2 separate regions of the Mus musculus genome follow, and region 1 is linked to region 2. The links are chromatin contacts, called in public promoter capture Hi-C maps. All regions are on one chromosome and are shown on one strand. The core of a region is the stretch at or near the end of the contact, and the rest is flanking DNA. Distances in the headings are between cores, read along the strand shown. Region 1 overlaps Sugt1 (SGT1, suppressor of G2 allele of SKP1 (S. cerevisiae)). Region 2 overlaps Elf1 (E74-like factor 1).

What was found. Capture Hi-C pulls out chosen DNA fragments and counts their contacts.
Region 1: a contact with region 2 is called in a promoter capture Hi-C map of liver. The contact joins two enhancer-like sites. A contact is called at or near these places in 3 of 9 other capture datasets (adipose tissue, liver and pancreatic islet).

The regions. Positions count from the first base shown.
Region 1 is chr14:79,624,335-79,630,606 of GRCm38.p6, reverse strand. It overlaps Sugt1 (SGT1, suppressor of G2 allele of SKP1 (S. cerevisiae)), which reads right to left. Exons shown (of 13, transcript NM_026474.6): 12 at 5,585-5,766; 13 at 1-1,755. The coding sequence ends at 1,654. Among named protein-coding and RNA genes, the nearest start is that of Cnmd, 35 kb to the left of the region's middle. Within about 2 kb of position 1,281, at least 1 of the 459 cell types and tissues checked has an H3K27ac peak or open chromatin away from gene starts, as enhancers often do. A contact at or near this core is called in liver, where this site is marked.
Region 2 is chr14:79,506,871-79,513,850 of GRCm38.p6, reverse strand. The region is part of intron 1 of Elf1 (E74-like factor 1); the gene reads right to left. It also overlaps the pseudogene Gm9243. Among named protein-coding and RNA genes, the nearest start is that of n-TEttc4, 29 kb to the right of the region's middle. Within about 2 kb of position 4,685, at least 46 of the 459 cell types and tissues checked have an H3K27ac peak or open chromatin away from gene starts, as enhancers often do. A contact at or near this core is called in liver, where this site is marked.

The DNA.
Region 1 (6,272 bases), core at 32-2,531, 120 kb before region 2:
CACAGAGTCTGCAACTCCATTTCCAGAGCATCCTGCGGCCTCTTCTGCGGCACTGGGTGTATACACACACAAATATTGTACATACACTCATGCAAACACACATACACATACAATAAGGATATCTCTTGTGGGGGGAGGCTTAACTGCTGAAAATTATAAAGTGAGTGGGCTGGAAATTCTTGTACATTGGTGGAGGTGTCCTGCCTTTATTGCTTCTGTAGCAAGCCTCTCTTCCCCTTAGGATCAAAGACACTGAGATAATTTAACATCTAGACCACAACCCACTATCTTGTTTCCCAAAGGAAAGAATTCCTGAACTCCACTCTAGCAAGAAGTCAACCTTGCCTTTCCCTTTAGTGCTCAAGAACAAGGACAGTAGTTTGCAGCTTTACGTGGGCAAAAGGTCAGTTAGAACTTCAGCATGGACACCACCAACAAAAAGATTAAGCCAAACATGGTGGTGTGAACCGGTAATGCCAGTTATCCAGCACGTAACAGTCACTGGAAGGTGAGGCGGGCATCAGGGATTCATTCGGAGCCAGCCTCTCCTAATCTCCAGTGCACTTCCACAAGCTATTAGCAAAGGGTCTGGGACCAGCCCACTGTAAATATGAACTCTCCTACACTTTCTGCAGCTGAAATGCTTTCCAACATGTTTCTCCTTCACTTCACCATCAGCTCTGAGGATACAAGGGAGTGTCTTGCCACAAAATTATCAGTAACACCTACCAGAGCACAGACCCGCCACTAGGCTATACAAAGGCTGATAAAATGATGTCAAATCTGTGAGTTGCCAGTGGAATATGCATTATTATAGACTGCAAAGAATTCATCATGGGGTAATTTTTTTTGGTTTGTTAAAACTATTCTGTAGCCCAACATTCAGCCATTCCTAAGTTTTCCTGAATGTCAGCCTTCTCTCTGCTATACTATACACTCTGAAACTAAGGGCATCTCTCTCCATTTAAGTACTGAAACCACAGTAATGGTGGCAGAGGAGGCCTGGCATTCTCTTGGTCTCCAACTCAGATTACTTATTGACAGTTACATCTGTGTGCTGGTAAACTCGAGAATCTATGCTTTATTCGAGAATTTAGAAGGTAGAACCAAAATCTTGCTGCAGTTACAAATACTTCTCATAAAAACTAAATGAGGGAATTCTCTGCAGCAATTTCTCAAAGTTCCCAGGAAAAACTTAAGAGGAAGGTAAATAAAGCAGCAGCCTTCACAGAGAAATGCACAGCTCTCATTCCAAAGCAGCTCTGAAAAGTAAACACAACACTGAAGCTGAAAACGTTAGACCCACCAAAGTTGCCAGGTCTAATCAATTATTGACAGAACACTGCATCAAAAATAAGGCAATTACCCAAGATGCTATTAAAGATTTCTCCACTTCATAACTAGACAGAGCGGATCTATCTAGGAACAACTGGCATTTCATTCAGTTTCAGGATGTGCAAAATCCTTAAGGACAGAAATGATAAGATGTGATTGTCACTCTTTAGAATACTTGCAGGAAAAATCATTTCTAAAGCACAGAGAGGCAAGAAGGTTTAATCTTTCAAAAGATACTGTTTAAAACTCAAGAATATGATAAAGCACACAATGGGCTCTCTCGAACACACGCAATACAGTGATAGCAAATTGATTTATTTAGTACTGTTTCCATTCCATATCATCGGGAGGGTTGATTTCAACTTTCCTTTTACCTACATCAGACCAGTTGGTACTCAAGACTGTACCACCAGACTCCATCTGCAATTAAAAGAGAAAAAAAAACAAAAAACAAAAAAAGGTTTATTCCTGTATTGTGTATCAAAATACAGTATTTTTCTTAAAATGGATCAAACACACTCTCCCATATGTAGGCTACTAAAAATAATTCAATATAAATTCAACATTTTTATTTAACCTTAGGCATTCCAGAGAGGTTAGCAAGTTTGAAGACAGCTGACAAAGGACAATTCTAGAGTAAGTAGGTAGGCACATCGTGTGCACTCCCATATAAGGACCATGTATTCTGCTATTAGTAGATGCATTGTGTGGAAAATTGACTTACAAGTGAAAATAAAATCCACCCCCAAATGACATGATCTTATTTTGCTGAAGACAGTAAAATACCAGTTAAATAGAACTTTAAGGACCCACACTTAATGTTCCCTCTTTGCCAAGCATATTCTAATGTACTCTGAATTTCTTTTTAATTATGGCACATACAACAGAGGGACATGTGGTCAACTACATGTGACCTGGTTATCTACTTATAATGCAGTGAACACACAACCTACCAACAACCCTATTATGTGCATGGAGCCCTACAGTGCATCAAAATGATTTGGTCAATAATGAATTGTACTTAATACTGATGTCATAAGATGACACAGCTTAATACTTCTGGCTGCCCAGTGATATTGTAGCCATTGATACTGTTCATAATCCAGCACATAACTCTAGTGTCTATGGGGCTGCTGATGTAATCAAACGCAGGGGCCTGCTAGCCGTATAAAACAACGGCTCAGATGATGACAATACAATATGTAGCAACAAATATTAGTTGCAGCTAAACTTCTTTTACTGGAATTTTAGCTTCACTTACTAATTACTAAGTAATTTAGATTACTTCTCCACTTATTAAAAAAAAAAGTCTGTTGTAAAAGAATATTCTATTTACACTTGCAGCCTCAAATGTCCTGTATTCACCAAACCTCTTGGTAACATGGACTCTGAATCCGTCAAGCTGTAGGTACAGGTCAGCATGGAAGCACAAGTCTTGCATGTGCAAGCCTGGATTGAATCCCCAGCAACACACACAAATCAGGGCACATCAAGTGACCGACTGTACTACACAGATTTGTATAAGCACACTCAATGGTGCTGCCCAGTAGTGAAAATCATCCAGCAACAAATTTCTCAGAACACGGCCAAGTGTTAAGCAATGCATAACTGTATTATTAAAAACTTGGAAGGGAGAGACAGCTCAGCTGTCAAAGGCTAAGGTTCACACTTCTAAAGATATAAAATTTCCATGCATTTGTTGTGATAAAAATTCATGGACATGGGTCATACATAGCAGAGTATAATGTGAATTCCTGAAACTACAATCTTTTAATTTGCTGCATTCTGACAAACACAGGAAGTTGTTTACCCTTTTGAACTGGAACCTCAAGCTCACCAACACCATCTGCAAACTCCCTGAACTCCTCTGCAAGGGGAGCTAGTCTCCATCCCAGTTTTACATCTTTACTCACCTTCCAAACACGAAGGTCAGCACGTCTTGGTGGGCTCCGACTTATTTTTAGATTACATCTAGTTAGTGTATGTAGATGTACATGTGTGCACGGGCGTGGGCATGCCATGGCACACATGTGGGGGGTCAGAGGACAACTAGTAGAAATCAGCTCTTTCCTCCCACCACAGAGGACCCAAGATTGAACTCGGATGATCAGGTTTGGCAGCAAGCACCCTACCTGTTGAGTCACCTTGCCAGTCAAGTTCCCTCAGACTTTTAATTACTAGGCTGGACTCCCATACAACCTATCTTCTATGTGACCACCATTACTATACATGGCACCTCTGCAATGTAAGGATCGCTTCCTTTCCTTTACTTGATTGCTTTTGAGATAGGGTCTTGCTATTTAGCCCGGACTTATCTTAAACTCACAACTCTCCTGTCTCAGCATCCCAAGTGCTAGATTACCACTATACCCACTTAAAATTTTGCCTATGTAAGTCTAATTCTCATTATTGACTAGAGACAAAAAGAACTCTTCAAAGGCATGGACTGGGCTGGAGAGATGGCTCAGCAGTTAAGAGCACCGACTGCTCTTCCAGAGGTCCTGAGTTCAATTCCCAGCAGCCACATGGTGGCTCACAACCATCTGTAATGGGGTCTAGTGCCCTCTTCTGGTGTGTCTGAAGACAGCAATGGTGGTGTACTCATATGCATAAAATAAATAAATAAATAAATCTTTTTAAAAAAGTATCAAAGGCATGGACTATATTTTATCAACATAAATATCACTTGGTATCTACAGAGGGTCTAGGCATACCCCTTTCTTCATATACAATACTATCTGTGGATGCTACAAACCTCATATAACATGGTTCATAAATTGTATATAACCTAGGCACACCTTACCACTATACTACAGATCATTTCTAGAGTACCCATAATATCCAATGCTATGTAAATATCAGGTTGCCGTCACATAGTGTTATTTGTTGAATGACAAGAAAGACTGTATAATAGGTACTCGGTACAAACATGACACTTTCAAGTCACAAGTCAGTTGGACTCACAGCTGTAGAACCCATGCAAAGAAACTGGATGTACCTTCACTGTAGTCCTAATCATGGTGGCCTGGCACACAGCAGGCTTCAAATAATATGACTAAATGAAATGTGACAAGTCTGTAAAATAAGCTACTCCTAAGAGGACTCTCCGTGATAAAACTCACAGAAGTGACTTTAGTTGATAGTCTGGTCATATTCACTGATGACAACTTTCCCTTCTCGCTTTACAACGCAATTTAGCATCTCCTCCTCACTACTTCAGTTAGGCTGGAGGACAATAAAGGGCAGTCTGTTTTGTCTTCCCTCAGAGACAGAAGCAAGCTGCATTTAAGGTCAATATTACCACACAGATGGCTTGCTTTATGGATATATATCACTCAGTTAACTATCAATTTTCTATATGAAAATGGATGTGGATTTTGTATCACATCTTTGACCTGACATACAGCTATTCTCTCTAGCACACATTTTTAAAGTCAACAGTAAGGAAGAGTTTCTTGCCTGGAAAGATTTGAGTAGATAATATTTTTCCTGGTCAAGTTCATGATTATATTTTCAAGAAAAATAATTGCTGGGTAGAGTAGCACACGGGAGCTTGGAAAACGGAGGCAGGAGGACCAAGAGCTCAAGGCCATCCATGGCTCCACAGCAAATTCAAAGCCAGCCTGGACTACAGAGGCGTTAAGTTCCCAGCACCCATGCACAGCTAGCAACTGCCTGCAATTCCCCCCTCTCACCTCCACACATACATGCAAAACTAGCATGCAGATAACATCTTTAAGTGTAAATAAACAATTTACACAGTTTTACAGTGATGAGTTATCACTAAAACCTCAGAACTGGAGACCTGGTGATCTTTAGGCTACACTAGCAAAATTTTCTTAATAAATTGATAAATTAAGCCACTGAATACTAGACAGACATTTTCTACTAGCCCAATATGATTCTGGAAATCTCTCTCCTAAGTTCTTCATTTTAAAGAAGTGGGAACCCATTGAGCTACTGTGACGAGCTGAACTAAACAGTAAGTTCCCATCAATGTCCCAATCTTAGTATTTCTTAACCATCCAACTCCTAATGCACTTGTTTCTTATTTCATTTCTGCAACCACTACTCTACAGTCTGGAAGAAGAAGAAATCAACACTAGACCAAAGTCTACCAGACACTCTCCCAGCTATCCGGGTCACACAATGTGGTCTCAAACTCACTATTTATTCTTACTTTAGATATCTAAAATTCACTCATAATTTTAAAATATTTAAAATATCTGAAAACTTCATATTTTCTTACAAATGACTTGTTCATGGCACGTTTCACTTCATCGGAACCGTCTGAGTAGATCTGCTGGAATAACTTGTTTAAAGCTGCGTCGCCCTCCAGCTTCTCGTTCTTTTCTTCTTCTTTGATTTCGCCAACCAACTTATCCCAGTTCCGGGTATAGTGAGATGAGGACGGATACATGTTCTTTACATCTGCAAAGTGAAAAGACAGAAGTGACTGATTAATCAGCATGTTTGATTATGTCAAGAAATACATAAACGCTGTGACCACGGTACCCAGAACATCTTAGCAAGTAGTGTAGGTCACTGAATTTCTACTTTGCATTAAGTGTCTCTCTGCTATACCCATCAGTAACATTTCAAAAACTGAGTAAGGGGCTGGTGAGATGGCTCAGTGGGTTAGAGCACCCGACTGCTCTTCCAAAGGTCCAGAGTTCAAATCCCAGCAACCACATGGTGGCTCACAACCATCCGTAATGAGATCTGACTCCCTCTTCTGGAGTGTCTGAAGACAGCTACAATGTACTTACATATAATAAATAAATAAATCTTTAAAAAAAAAAAAACTGAGTAAGTTAGCAGACTGCAAGATCTAGGATTTCCTCTGAGCAAAATAATTCAATAAAGGGTATGTTTTTGATACGATATACAAAGCTAGACTAAAAATACTCTGCATAATAATCACAGGGGAAGCTGGG
Region 2 (6,980 bases), core at 3,436-5,935:
CTAGCATGAGGAATGAACACCCTGGAGCTTGCTGGTCAGCTGGCCTAACCAAATCTACCCTATCTCAAAAACACGGTAGGTGGCTCCTGAGGAATGACACCTGTGTTGACCTCTGCCCTCCACATGCAGGTGAGCACACACATAGGAATACACCAAGGGCTTGGAACAGAGTTCAACGGCACATGCCTCGAATACTTAGGCTGAGGGAAGGGAACACAAGGCCAAATCAAGCCCAGGCTACATAGCAAGTTCAAAAACAGCCTAGTTACACGGCAAAACTCTTTTTTTTTTTTAAACAAACACAGGATAGAGGGTACCACTCAGTGGTAGGACAACTACCAAATGTGCAATGCTCTGTGTTCAATCCACAATGCTGAAATAAATAAATAAATAAACAAATAAAAGTCTTTACGGCTAAGCGTACCCCTCTAGTACAGCAAATCATACAGCAAGCATGTGTGAAACGTGGGGTTCAACACAAACACGCGCGCACACACACACACTTAAGTTTGAAGCCACTGCCGTCCTGGGAAGTCAATAAATTGTGCATATATACCCCATAGGAACATTATAATAGTATCCTGAGATTAAGATTACTCTTTCAAAAAGGTGAACATCAGACGCGGTGATCCACACCTGCACTCTAAGCCTCAGTCACCTAGCATGTTTAAGACCAGCTTACGCTGTACTAGAACCTGTACTGGCACTAAACCTCAGGTCTTCATGTTTACACAGCAAGCATTTTACCAACTAAGCATTTCCCAAGCCTGTAACTATTCCTTTGTACATTGTTGGTAGGTTGGGAAATTGGTATATCTACTTTAGAAGGCACTGGCAGTTTCAAATGAAGTTAAACATGTATGTATCACATGATCCGTAATTCACTCCTACAGACAGAGCTGGTCAGTTTCTGTGTCAGGATTATACTCTAGGCAAGTTGACTAGAACTCATCTTTTAGTCCGAGCTAGTTTCAAACCCATGCCAATCATCCTGTCTCAGCTTTAAAAATATATTCTTATGCATATGAGCAGTTTGTGTATATGTCTATGTACCACTTTTGTGCCTGGCGCTCAAGATAGTCAGAAGAGGACATCAGATTCCCTGTATCTGGACACTGCAAGGTACCATGTGTATCATATGGGTGCTAGGAACCAAACCTGGGTCCTCTGCAATAGCAACAAGTGGTTTTTTGTTTTTGTATTATTATATGTAAGTACCCTGTAGCTGTCTTCAGACACCCCAGAAGAGGGCATCAGATCTCATTACGGATGGTTGTGAGCCATCATGTGGTTGCTGGGATTTGAACTCACGACCTTTAAAAGAGCAGTTGGTGCTCTTAACCGCTGAGCCATCTCTCCAGCCCTGCAACAAGTATTCTTAACCACTGAGCCTACACCCCAGCCCCTCAGCTCTTTTTGAGGCAAGGACCCACGATGGCTGGGAACTCAGTACAAAGGAAAATCTCATGGTATTCTCCTGCCTATTTCTGACCACTGAAATCATTTTTATCTAAAAGGATTATAGCTACAGCTCAATAGGAGACTGCTTTCCTGACTTGCCTCAGTGAGGCCCTATATATAGCTCTACCACCACCAACAGTCTTGCTGAAAAACAACTCTACCAACGATAGTGACCTTAGTTCACAATGGGGAAAGAGGAGATGGGGAGAGAGAAGAAACAACTCTGAGTCCAAGAATCAAAACAAAGGCCAGGCTAGCTATGCTCATCCGTAATTCCAATACTGGAAGCTGAGGTAGGGGAATTTCAAGTTAGAGATTAGCTAACAGAAAACTTCAGATAATGACTAATGTTGTCAACTTGATTAGAGGAGGAAATACCTCAATAGTTAGTGAAATACCTTGTCTTTCCAAAAACAGATCCTGAGGGTCCGGGTGTAATCAATGGAGCTACCCCTTTATATATTCACAATAGAGTGGTGTTACTGGGGGGTGGTAAAAAGGGAGGAGGGGTGGCCCTAGTTGGCAGAAGTAGATCACTACCTGTCCTATATTTCAGCCTGGCTTCTTCCTATTTCCCCCCTCTCTCTGCTTCCTATTTTTCAAGAAGCTAAGAGCAGCCTCCACCCCTCACCCCTGCTGTCATCTTCTGCCCAGGCACATGAAGCCAAGCAACCATGAACTGAATCTTCTGAAATCATAGACCAAAATAAACCTTTCCTTCCTTCAATTGTTTATGGCAAGTACTTAGACTAGATGACCCAATTACCCCATCTTAAAACAAAACAAAACACCACCGTTTATCATGGTACTCAAGGCTTCTGACACCTGACTTCAATTTTTCTTCTTTTCCCAGACCCAACTCCATTTCTCTGCCCACACATTTCCTTCACTTTTTCTCCCATACACACATACCAAACAGGCACAGAAGCATCCATGCCCACATGCACACATACACATAGTCCAGACCTACTGAATCCTGCTGGAGTTTGGAATTATCCTCCCCCACCTCTGTTCGACCTCCTTATCTCTGTGTTGCTGGGATTGACCACCTCATTCCAACCGTCTACTGAACATCCACTCAACCCTCACGTAAAAGGTCTCCTCTGCATGAAGAAGTCCCTCAACAGACCAGTTTACAATTATTGAAAATATTTATCATCATAAGCCTGAACACACCTTAGAGATCCTCTATCCAGGCAGGTGGCTTTTCAATTCTGTTTATCACTGAGATTTTTATGAGAGCCTTCAGGGAAATACATTAAAGGCTGCTGTTTCAGTACAACCTCAAACACTGACCCACTCTTGTCCTATCTTAAAATAAGAAAAAGATGGCAGTGTGGTGGTGCATCCCTGTAATCTTCGCACTCAGTAAGACAAAGGTTTGAGGCCAGCCTAGCACACAGTGAGTTCTGGGCCAACCAGGGTTCAGAGACCCTGCCTTAATTTTGAGAAGGAGGGTCTATACATATAAATTGTTTTCTCCATGTTCCAGGCTCAATGTTAATTACTAACTGTAGGCACTCTTAGTCATTCTCACCCTTCAAAAATGTGCCCTGAGCACTGAGTGTGTGTCAGACACTGTTCTAGCCCCTAGCCATATACACAGTAACCAAGACAGACTGCAGTTGTTAGGCCGTCCTCAGCACCCGTCTGGAAATGATCTTGGGAAACAATAACCATATTGTAAACTTAACCAGATGCAGTTTCACTCCTTGAGCAAATTCATATATCTGGCACCTGAAAAGGAGCTACCGATTTAGCAAACACCTTATTCTCCATAAATGAGCCAGAAAGTTTACTTTCAGCTGGCCACATCAACTTTTCAGCCCTAGGGCACAACAAGCTGGGGTACTTGTTGAAGACCAAGAGAATACAGAACAAGCAGCAGAGAGTGTCAGTAATGCCAGCTACAACACTAGGAAGTGACCACTTACAGAAACTCCTATTTTGTTAAGAATGTATTTGCATAAGAATATATACACACATGCACACATGCATGTGCACACACACACATTAAGCAAATATCTTTCCTCTTACTCTTTCATCGTGTAACATAAGATGTACTGACTTTAAATCAGTACTGAAGTGTTGTTAATTTTCTATCATAATTTAAGTTATAAAATAAGGTTAAAAACAAGTAATACAATTTGGGGATCACTAGCATATATCTAGGCACATGCGCATGACATATAGTTACAGATAATATACTAAAGACTCCTGGGACACTCCATCATTTAGAGGTGGGGAAATGATAAAGAGCTTACAAGGGTGGCCGAGAAGGACCACAGAGAATTGGAGGAGGAAAACAAGATCTACCCTATCGGCATGGAGTCTGAGGAGTAAACACAGACTAAGAGGTGAGTGAGCGTCAACCGCTGATCTCAGACCAAAGCAGATGAGATCTGAAGCAAAATGGCAACTGGTTTTAGCAATATGAAGGTTACTATTGATTTTTTTGAAAAAGAAAAAGAAAAAGAAATCGGGGTGGAACATGGAGAGATGGCTCAGAGCTCTGGCTATTCTTAAAAGGACTGGGATTTGTTTCCCAGCACATAGCAGCTCACAACCATCTGTAACTCCAGTTCCAAGAGATTCGTGCACTCACATGGGATACACACATATGTGCAGGCAAACAAACAAAAAGAAAGGATGGAAGAGAGAGAGGGAGGGAGGGAGAGATCCTCATGTACAAATAAATAAAAATAGTTTTTTTTTTTTTTTTTTTTTTTTTTTTTTTTGGTTTTTCGAGACAGGGTTTCTCTGTGTAGCCCTAGCTGTCCTGGAACTCACTTTGTAGACCAGGCTGGCCTTGAACTCAGAAATCTGCCTGCCTCTGCCTCCCGAGTGCTGGGATTAAAGGCGTGCGCCACCACGCCCGGCTAAAAATAGGTATTTTTAAGAAAAGTTTTATGTGTGATAGAGTCCATTTTATAAATGTTTTTTCCTGATTGAAAAATTCCCTCCTAAAGATACAAGAGAGCTCATAAAATTCCTAAGAACCCTGACTGAAAAGCACAGGAAGATCATACGAATGAGAAGATCCGGTGCAGCTCCCTGGCGTCATGTCATCTGCTGGGAAGGAGGAGACCCTTCCATGGTCGAGGGCTGCCTGGGGGTCTCGGGCGATTGCACTCTCCTAAATCCTGACTCATCCCTGTAGGACGGGTGCTTTCTCTGTGACTCAGCTGCTGGAGTCTCACCCATGCTCCTATAACCCCAATAAGCTCACTGGCTCAGTGCACTGAACTCAGATGATACTGTTCCTTTGTACGACCTCTGTCCTCTCTAGCCAGGAAAAGCAGAAGCAAATTGCCTGGAAAAGTCACACAATGCGGTTCTAAAAGGAGACAGTCTGATGAGAGAAGCTTCAGACAGACAGACAGAAGTGAGGTTAAAGATAACAGTTTGGGGAGTGGAAAGAGGGCTCAGTAGATGAGAGCATTTGCAGCTCTTGAAGAGGACCCAGATTTCATTCCCAGGCCCCATGTGCTGGCTCACAGCTATCCAAACTCTAGCTCCAGAAGACCGGGCACCTCTCTGACCTCTGTAGGCACCGGGCCCATCTGTGTGCACTTATTTACACACATGCAAGCAAAACATCTGTACCCAAAACAAAGGTAAGTGGTATTTTTAAAAGGTGGCTTATTTTGTTATGATTATAATCGTGGGAAGGTTTTTCTACTTAAAGAGTTGGGGAGAAGGGTGAGAAAGGGGTGCTGTTTAACAAAACTGCTTTTCTATTGTAAAGAACCGTCCACTGTGCATGCAGTAACTTTATACTATCTTCCTGCCTCACCTCGCAAGTGCTATCAACCCTTTATTTTCCATGTGCATTGATCTGTATGTGGGCACTCAGGTGCCCTATGTACAATGGAGAGGTCAGCTCTCTTCTTCCAGTGAATGGGGTGTAGATCAAACGCTGTGGGGCTAGAGGATGAGTCAGTACCTGTTGAGCCTTCTCTCCGGGCCCACCATCTTTATTTTTTGAGACAGAGTCTCCCGCTAAACCAAAGATTCAGCTAGGCTTCAGATCTGTCTCCTTCCCCCCAAGTTCCTCTGAAGACTGGATTTACGAACAGGCTACCAGGCCAAACTTTTCCTGTAAGTTCTGTGAATGTACACACGGCCCTCCAGCTTCCCTGCAGGTGCTTTGCCAAGCCAGCCTTTTCCCCAGGCATTCTGTTTTCTCCTAGGGTTTTTGCAATCCTAGGAATTGAGCCCAGGGTCTTGCACATGCTAAAAACAAGCATTCAGCCTGTGAGCTAAATCCCAGTCCCATTTCCTGTTCTTGTTAAAGCCTGGAACAGCATGGAAACCTGGGGACTTTTGAGACTCCTTTCAGTTCTGTCTTTTGATTCTATGGCCTTTCTAAATCCTCAGGCTTAGGCTGCTGTTTGCAGAACAAAGTCCTACTAAAGACACATAAAAAGTCTCAGGGTCCACAAGATGGCTTAGAAAGCAACGGCTGCTGCCAGGCCTGATGACCTGGGTTCAGTGCCTGGGTCCCATAAGTTATAAGGAAAAATCAACTCCTACAAGTTGTCCTGATAGCCACACCGTGCGGCTGAGTCACACTTGTGAGCGGCATAAATACACATCAGTGCACTCTTCTTCTTACCTCACATTCACTGATGGTGTGTGCATGTGTTTGTGCAGGAGATTTGAACTCAGATCCTCACAATTGCACAACTGTTTCTAACTACTGAGCCATTTTCCTAGCCCTTTCTTCACCAGATTTTTGATAATTGGCAGGAAGCTATTCATACACTAGCCAGTAATGTAAATTTTATAGAATCTTCAAAAATGAAATTATGCCAATTATACTTTACTAATAAATGGGTTTTCTTTTTGATTTGTTGGATTTGTTTTATTCTTTGGAGTGTTAGCCTGTATGTGTATCACTTGTCTACCTGGTGTTCATGGAGGTCAGAAGAGGGTGTTGTAATCCCTGGAACCAGAGTTACAGTCAGTTGTGAGCTGTCATTCGGGTGCTGGGAATCAAGCCCAGGTCTCTCCAAGAGCAACCTCTCCAGTCTCTATAAAATATATATTTTTAAATTTGTATTCTTAGCTCAGTGGTACAGAATGTATCTAGCATGTGTGAGGGCCTATGTTCAACCCTCAGCATTGCAGAACAAAATAGCATTAAAATAAAAGCTGTTATTAGTCTAGAAATAATTTTATGACAAGATATTTAAGTAAATAGGCTTAAAGTAAAAGAGACATTTTCACACCAAAACTTGCTTATTTCTTCTTAAAATTTTTCTGTTTCTTTTTTTTCATTAGGGTCTCACTGCTAAGTTTCCAGTTCATTATGTAACCTAGGCCTGAACTGCATCAGCTTCAGAGTACTAGGACTTTAGGAGTCTGTAATAGCCTGGCAAAATTCTATGCTTTTAAATACAAAAAACAAGACAACTACCTATCTTAATTAAACCTAAGGCAGTGTCGGAGAAGCCGCACCTCTTATTTTAAGTAATTTCAACCACTGCCAATTTTGTTTGGTATTTGTTGTCTAA